3 separate regions of the Zea mays genome follow, and all the other regions are linked to region 1. Evidence: chromatin contacts called from public Hi-C data. All regions are on one chromosome and are shown on one strand. The core of a region is the stretch at or near the end of the contact, and the rest is flanking DNA. Distances in the headings are between cores, read along the strand shown. Region 1 holds the start of LOC100191359. Region 2 has its middle 140 kb from the start of LOC103632337. Region 3 holds the start of LOC103632335.

Region 1 (2,717 bases), core at 110-2,609:
TCTATTTTTTCAACAAAAAAAAACTGAAATCTCCTAAACGAGTTGCTTGCAAAACTATTGGTCTTCTAAACCATTGGCAGACGCTGGCGAAGGAGAAATGGAACAAGCTGGAGTTGCTGCAGAAGATGAAACCTTCAGGCTTTGACATTTTCTAATCGAAGACCAATGACAGTTTTAATGAAAGTGACTAATGGTGCCATTCTTAAAAGTTCAAATACCAAATATGTAATGTTTTCAATCTTCTCCAACGAGAACTGGTGGTCACAATCTATGAAATAATAAATACAACCAGTAAGTAGATTAGTACATATTTCATTTTGAATGGAAGGGCACCTAATATGCTAGCTTGTTTTCGACTAAGGAATTAATACAAAACTAGCATACTAGAGTAAACAAATGCACAAAAAAGCTACCCTTGATATCATTGCTACGTATGACAAAATAAATTGGGCATGTTATTATCTGATACACGGATTCAATTCTAAACTGGTCCCTAAGGCATCATACGAGAAGTCTTCATAACTCTGATGTTCCTATTGATACAAACATTCATAAAAAGGCAGCATGGACTTCAGAAGCCCGTCCTCAACAAAAATTGATTAATACAAATCACTACATTACTAACGATAACATGCAAGAAACTAAGACTATAGGAGTATACAATGCATGGAGGGCACACTACCTTTGCTGGATGCTCATGATTGACGAAGGAGATGAGCTTGATGGCATGATCAATTTGATCATATATGTCTTACGTAGTTGCATCACCATCTTTTGTGGGAGAATTAGACTTGTGTTAAGGCTAAACTTCCCATACCTGATATGCATATGGTTCAGGCCCTTTTCGGATGAGCAACCAAAGCTGCAATTTCAGTAACTTTCTAAGGCGTACAAGTTCGGTATTTTAGGAGCTGCCTCAATCACTTTTAGTACTAGTATTCATCAATTTCAGTTGCAAGGAAATCGTTGTATCGATGGCTACGCAATACTAATTCCACACGTGTCCGTCATCTTTGCAAAGTATTTCCCCGGGGTGAAATCAGAACCCACGCCCAAATCAAGAACCCTAGAATAGAGCTTATGATAATCCTAGCACCTCATTAATGTGATGCTCTACCTCGTCTGCATCTGAGGTACGGCATCGACTGCGGTAGCGCGGTGGAAACCCACACATAAATCAAGAATCCTAATACAGAGCAAAGGGAAGGGAAGAGCGGCGCAATTACCGCAAAAATACGGCAGGAGAATGTAACGCCCGTGGCCTCCGGAGTCTTCCCCGTCGACGTGAGCCGCTGCCCGCTGCGCAACCGGCGATGGCCGACAGACCGAGACAGCAAGGTAATGGAATTTCACTTTTATTATTTTTCTCCCGTTCCCCAGTCACCTGTTTTATACGGCACATACTCAGACACAACCAGCCCAGGCAGGTATCCACTCGGCCCAGCCCATCCAGGTGAATATACTTTTACAACGGCCCACCAACCAACACACTCAAACATCACTCCCACCAACCTACTACTTTCAGTCGACCTCATCGGCACGAGCTTCAGTTCAGCACGCACTTTAGAACTTGCCATTGTCATCGAGCCTAACACCTTCTCGCCAATATTGTTAGATTTAAGGCTAGAAAAAGAGTGCGAAGCTTGTGAGCTAGCTCGAGCTTGGGACGGTCCGGCTTGGTTCGGAGCGGTTTGCGAGCCTCGAGTTAGTCGAGCCTAGTTTTTGAGCTCGCTGGTCCACCGAGTCGAACTGAGCCAGCTCCCTCTGGCTCGCGAGTTGTACCAAATTAATCAAACTATATAATAATGATAGATAATAGATAATTTTATTTATAATGTTGAATGATGATTATATTTTTCACATTTATATACTATTAAAGCACTATATAATACAATATTATTTATTAAGGTCGAGCTTGCGAGCCGAGTCGAGCCTCATCTTTCAACTCGTTGAGTGAACGAGCCGACCCAAGCCGTGCTCAGTCTGTCAACGAGCCGAGCGGAGTTTGGCTCGTCTCGTTTCCAGCCCTTGTTAGATTAATGAGCTTGGCCTAAATTGAGAAATTCAATTAAATTCCAAAAAACCTCAAAAGACCATGTATGGGAACCGTAGTACCACATTGCTAATCTAAATTTAGTGAGACTAGTTTATATCTAGAGGCATCTCTCTCCCTCCAAGTCATGGATGAGGGGGGAGGATGGAACACCACACGTGGGTGCGCTCGCTCGCTGTCACACCCGGTTTTAGAAGGCAAACCGAATGTGAACCATGTACGTGCCAGGATCAGCAATTCACGTACACAACAGTTACATAACATGGACATCATCACATAGTGCTCAAATAGTATTAAAAAGGGAAATAATAATCGATTACATCATATGTCTGAGACATCCACATAGTCTTTACAATAAATCAAAGTGCGGAAAAGAAACGTAGATAAACGCGGCCTTCACAGGGAGCCGACTGGTGGTTGCCGCTAACCCACGCCTAAAACTCGTCGTAGTCTTGGAACTCCTGGAAGTCTCCTTCCACGGCTTCATCTTCTCCTGAGCAGTGGTTGCAATGCTGACAACCTGGGGATGGAGGGGGTTGGTGTGTAGAGCAAGGGTGAGTACACATCAACATACTCGGCAAGTATCATGTTTGGTTGTAGTGGACTAGCTTTATGTGGGGGTAAGTCAAGCAGTTGCTTTTAGTTGGTCAGATTATTATTACTA
Region 2 (2,717 bases), core at 105-2,604, 210 kb after region 1:
CATGACTTCCCAAAAATCTCTATCGAGGAGACGAGGCATGGTAGCACTATGAGGCCTTTACAAAGTTCCACTAGCTTCAGAAAACCCGCTACGGTTTTTGAGAAGGGAAATATAGGAATCCCTCATCTGAAAAGCCATCGCAACATGATCGACCCGAGAACCTCCCTATACCATAGCTCCTCTACCACCCTTGCCCCTTTCGGGTAAAGTATTCCTCCACTAGCTTTTCTAATTAGTCAGCCAGGGTGTCCATACCATCCTTCTCGTAGCACTGTTTTCCCAGGTGGTCGCTCCATGTTCCAATTAACATAATGATCTTATCATGAACAATAATTAAAACAACAGCAAAATTGGAACAAGATCATAATATAACATTAATTTCCCGAAAACAGGTAGAGCAATAGTAAATCTACCCGATAGTTCTTTTGTTTGCAAGGTGTGGGGTAAACAATACTAGGGAAACCTATTAGGTCCCATCGAATTATCCTGAGCATGTCACAGTGATTAACATAGACCATTATTAGGTAAAGAAGAGTGATCAAGGGCACAACTTGCCTGTGACTTGAGATTCCGTGGTACGTCTCCAAACTAGGTCTTCAAGTGACTTGTAACCTCGCTGCTACTCATAGCAATACAAACAAACATGGTATAGGCAAAAATTAACATCACACCAATCATGAGAACATATCAAAGAATAATGATCTATGCATCGTAACGAGATCGTGGGTTCGAGAACCACTAAATTCGGAGTTACGGTTAAAGAGTTATGATTTTCCGAAGTTTAAATGTCGTATGTAGAATAGATTGAGTGCATAGTTTTTAACCTATGTTTCATGACAAAATAATGTTGCTAGATGATAAATAATATTAATATGAGTTTAATGCAACTAGAATGGATAAAAAGGAGTTCAAATGAATTAAGTAGGAATTAAACAAGATTATGGAATTATTTCTATATTAAAAATCATTTTAGAATTAATTTTATCATTATACAGAAATTCCTGGACCGCGACCACTATTCTTTTGAAGTCCAGGGGCGGTTCTATAAATCTGTGGACCCATCTACGATGATTCTTGAGTCTAGGCAGACGGCGGGCTGATTTTAAAATAAAGAAGGGTCACTTTTAGAAAAAAAACACACAACGAAGGGGTATCGCAGAGCCATGGCCGATCGATAAAAAATCGATGGACAAGATAAAACTATCCCACCCATGAACCGGTATCCACTGGTGACCACAAGATCCAAAATCAGCGGCCACGATCCAAAATCTCCAAGATCTAATCCTACGCCTTCACCAGACATCCTACGGTTTGGATCTAACGTGGCTAGAAGGATGTGATGATATGATCTCGATCCCCGGTGTCCCGATCAACGGCTCATATTTGGTTACCCCTAGATCTAATCCAGTGCGCACAACATGGATCTGACGACCAGAGGGGCTTCTTCCCCAACCTAGTCGAGGCGAAGCAGCGGTCCGCATCAGCACGGTGGCGCAGCGCTGACTCGTGGCGGTGCCATGGCCGGAAAAGCCCTGACTTCCATCCTGGTTGCCAAATTCGACGCCACAAGGCGCCCATGATGCTACGGTCGTGGCGAATAGGGTGTGGGGCTCATCACCAGAGGTAGTTGCGTAGAGAGTTTTGTCTGCGGCAAACCGTGTCTCCACGGCTGAGCAACGACCATGGTGAGCAATCCCGAGGTTACTGGTGATCTTCTACCCAAGTAGTACAGTGCTACACTTAAATGGTCCAATGGCGAATAAGATGGTAAGGGTATTACCCAGGTCGATGTGGCTGTGATATGATGTCAGGGCACTGAACTAAGCGGCTCGCAGCGGCGCCACATCATCGATGAGGAATTCCCAGATGATGAGATCGATTTCTTGCTCACGGTACTTCTTGGGGGGCTTCCTCATGCTGTGGTGAATGCCCATGACCTCCCAGCAGGCGCCGATAGGCATCAAGGGTGAGGAGCGCTGATGGCAGTCGCGAGATCCCCCGTTCCTCCCCCATCTACCCACGACTGTGGTTTGACCCATTTGGGAACAAGGAGGGGGTCGCGGATGGTTTATATAGAGCCTAAGGTGGAGCATGAGGTGGTGATTCTCGGCGGAGTTTTTGCAACCAACTTGAGCTGGCTTTTGTTTGAACCCAGGAAGACGATGTCCGACACGCTGGGCCCACGTGGCAGGGTCAAGGGAATGAGGCGCGGCGCGGTTGAGAGGCTAGAGCGCGCGCGACCGATTAGGCTGATGACCAGGTCCCAGGCGTCAGCAGTGGAAGACGTTTGGGCAAGGAAAGCCGGAGCTAACGAGGTGGGGCCCACGCGCCATACACGCTAGAAAAAGAAAAAGGTGGGGAAAAGTAATTGGCCGACGGGGCATATTTGGCCCATCCGGCCAGGGTGGACGCCGAGACGGAGTTGGGCCGAGGAGAGGTTTCAAGCCCGAAATGAGGTATGTCCTCCCTTTCCATTTTGTTTATATTTCTTTTAGTTCCTAAATTCTAACTTCAAGTTTTGATTTAATCTGCTTTTAAAATTTCAAACTCAATTTAAATGTGCAAACAAATTACCCAGCATGATGCAACAAAATTCATATATTTTGCATTATTTACTAATTTATTTTAGTGGAATGCGTAATTTATTGAACTCGCACACTAGTAGGAAGTTATATTTGAATGTAAAAATAAAAGTTCATTCACACTTAAATATTTAT
Region 3 (2,717 bases), core at 85-2,584, 150 kb before region 1:
CTTCTCCACATTCCCTGGCCCGTGCACCTTTCGCTCATCAAGCCCAATCTCAATGCCAGCTTCCCTCAGTCCATCCTCTGCAACCTTTAACACCTCACTGGTGGTTGCCTGCAGCGCGCTCCGGAGCAGCACACTAATGTGCTCCTTCTCTTTAATCAGTTCATCCACCCTGTCCTCCAAACGCATCAGCTTGCTCTCCTTGTCATTGATACAAGCTCCGACCTTCTCAAGGGCCATTGCCGCAAGCTCATAGGCCAATTTCGTCCCTTCCAGAGACACCTTAAGGCTCTCCTCAACGTCAGACTCCTTCCAGACAAAAACCGAATCGGACAGGGCACTGGCAGCTTCAGCATCGACCAGCTTGACCACCTGCCGCATCTCGTGGTACAGCTTCGAGGTGCATTCGATCTGCTCCGCCAGCACGGGCCTCTGGGCATCGAGCTTCCCCTCGAGAGAGGTGATTTTGTCACGGAGCTCGGAGATCTCAGCTTCTCGCTGGGAGAGTGACTTGGAGAGGGATTCGCCCTCGGCAGACCTGGATGCGAGCGACGCCTCGAGCTCAGAGACCTCGATGGCGATCTGGTAGTTGCGGTGTTCCATCTGCTCGCGCGCGCGATCGCGGTCGCGGTTAGCAGCGTTGATCTGGGCTAGGAGGTCGTCCACGATGTCGTTGGCGCGCTTGAGGACGCCGTACGCGAGGGCCGGGAGGCCGGAGGAGTACTTCTGGGAGGTGGGGAGCGGGGCGGCGGCCGCGGAAGGGGAGGCCTTGGCGGAGATCCTCTCGAAGCCGGAGGAGAGCATGGAGGAGGCGGTGGTGGCCTCGGCCTGGAGCGCGGCGAGGGACCGCGCGGAGTCCGCGGCCTCGGCGGTGAGGGCGTCGCTCTTGCGGAGCACGTCCTGCGCGAAGGCCTTGTAGCGGGCGACGCGGGACTCGGCCCCCGCGATGGAGGCCTCGGCTGCGTGGCGGAGGCGGCGCTCCTCCTCGAGCTCCGCGGCCAGGGCCAGCAGCCGCTGCTGTTGTGCCTGGGCATCGGACTGTGGCAGGGGTTGGGCTTGCGGTAGGGTTTTGTGGGAGGAGGCAGAAGAGATGGAGGGGGATGATGATGGGAGAAGGTCCTCGTCGACGTCCGAGAGGACGGCAGCGTCGTCGTGGTCGGCCATGGCGTCGGAATTGGCCGGCTATGGGCTCCGCGGCCAGTCGACTGGCGAGGATCCCAATCCGACGGGGAGGGTGTCCTACTTGCGACGTCGCAGCCTCGCAGGGTCGGTGTATTTCTATTGGACGGGAGCCGGGCACAGCAGGGTGGGAACGTGACCGGGCCCCGCTGTGGCAATTTTCTTTTTTGGTCAATTTTCTCTGCACACAAGGACGAACTGCTGTGTTGAACTGTTTGGACTGGTGGAAAGATACTGGTGGCACGGCGGCGAGTTGGAAGTAGAACGGAATATTTGTATTGTATACCGATGTTTCCGCAGAAGTGCCAATACGGCAATACACATCAGCAGCAACGTCGCAAATAAACGTGCGGGTGTTTGTTTCGATTAAGCTAATAATAGTAATTTAGACATATATCAACTAAGCTAATTTAATTCAGTTTTATATCAAATATATTTATATATTATTATTAGCAAGTTATCGGAGATATTTATATGCTATATTTTTATTATATAGGAGTGAGTCAAAGAGTGTCCTATAATTTGTAAACTAGAAATAAATTCTATTAAGATATAAAATTATTTTTCATCATATACCGCATGAATTTGAGATATGGTTATATCTGAATTTTGGGAAGTGGTGGAATATTAAATTTCAAACTAAATAGGTTAATTTATTAAGTAAAGTACAATTCCTTCAAAATGAATGGATCCAAACGCTTCGTAATTTCCATCATGTGCCGCTAGAAACCGCGGACTGTTAAATATTTAGTTTTTCAACCTATTTTTTTTAGAACCGTTTTGGTAAAAATTGTCTAAATCAATGTAAACATAGAATCGAGAGAGTTATTAATAAAGTAGGAATTCATCACTTTCTAGATTTTAAACCCTATGAACATATTTATTTTCCTTGGTCACTTTTCTGCACATAATAATGTTCTCGATAATCAACGTGACATGCTTAGGTTAACTTGATGGGACCTAATAGATTACTCTAGTTTTGTTTATCCTACACCTTGCAAACAAATGAACTATTAGGTAGTATTGTTATTGCTCTACCTGACTTTGGAATAATGCTATATATGAATTATGATCATGTTTTATCATTATTGCTAGATTGTTTATTGTTCATGACAATATTATTGTGTTAATTGAAATATGGAGCTTAACCTGAGATAACAGTGCTAGTGGAATGGGACGCCCTTGACTGACTAATTAGTAAAGCTAGTGGAGGACTACATTACCTGAAAGGGGCAATCATGGTATGAGGAGCTACCAGTATATGGAGGTTCTCGGGTCGATCATGTTGCGATGGCTTTTTGGACGAGGGATTCCTATATAATGAACTATTAGGTTTTCTAAAGCTAGTGGAACTTTGTAAAGGCCTCGTAGTGGGACCTTGCCTCGTCTCCTCGGTAGAGATGAATGGAAAGTCGTGATCACTTGGCTAATGGGTAACATGACTTGTGGGTAAAGGGTACAACCTCTGTATAGTGTAAAATTAGTATATAAAATCGTGCTCATGGTCAAGAGCGACTCAAGACTCTCACATGATTAATTTA

The links. Hi-C and Micro-C count contacts between places; a contact is called where the count stands out from the background.
Region 2: a Hi-C map of endosperm shows a contact between it and region 1, with 2.7 times the contacts expected there. The contact joins the enhancer-like site here to the promoter of LOC100191359 in region 1. A contact is called at or near these places in 3 of 25 Hi-C or Micro-C datasets (ear, endosperm and leaf).
Region 3: a Hi-C map of leaf shows a contact between it and region 1, with 4 times the contacts expected there. The contact joins the promoter of LOC103632335 here to the promoter of LOC100191359 in region 1. A contact is called at or near these places in 6 of 25 Hi-C or Micro-C datasets (ear, endosperm, leaf and 2 more).

The regions. Positions count from the first base shown.
Region 1 is chr7:47,950,264-47,952,980 of Zm-B73-REFERENCE-NAM-5.0, forward strand. LOC100191359 reads right to left here and starts at 1,360. Exons shown (of 3, transcript NM_001136793.2): 1 at 1,227-1,360.
Region 2 is chr7:48,161,392-48,164,108 of Zm-B73-REFERENCE-NAM-5.0, forward strand. No RefSeq gene overlaps it. Among protein-coding and RNA genes, the nearest start is that of LOC103632337, 140 kb to the left of the region's middle. Within about 2 kb of position 1,355, at least 17 of the 20 cell types and tissues checked have an H3K27ac peak or open chromatin away from gene starts, as enhancers often do. A contact at or near this core is called in ear, endosperm and leaf, where this site is marked.
Region 3 is chr7:47,796,862-47,799,578 of Zm-B73-REFERENCE-NAM-5.0, forward strand. It overlaps LOC103632335, which reads right to left and starts at 1,335. Exons shown (of 5, transcript XM_008654146.2): 1 at 1-1,335. The coding sequence starts at 1,161.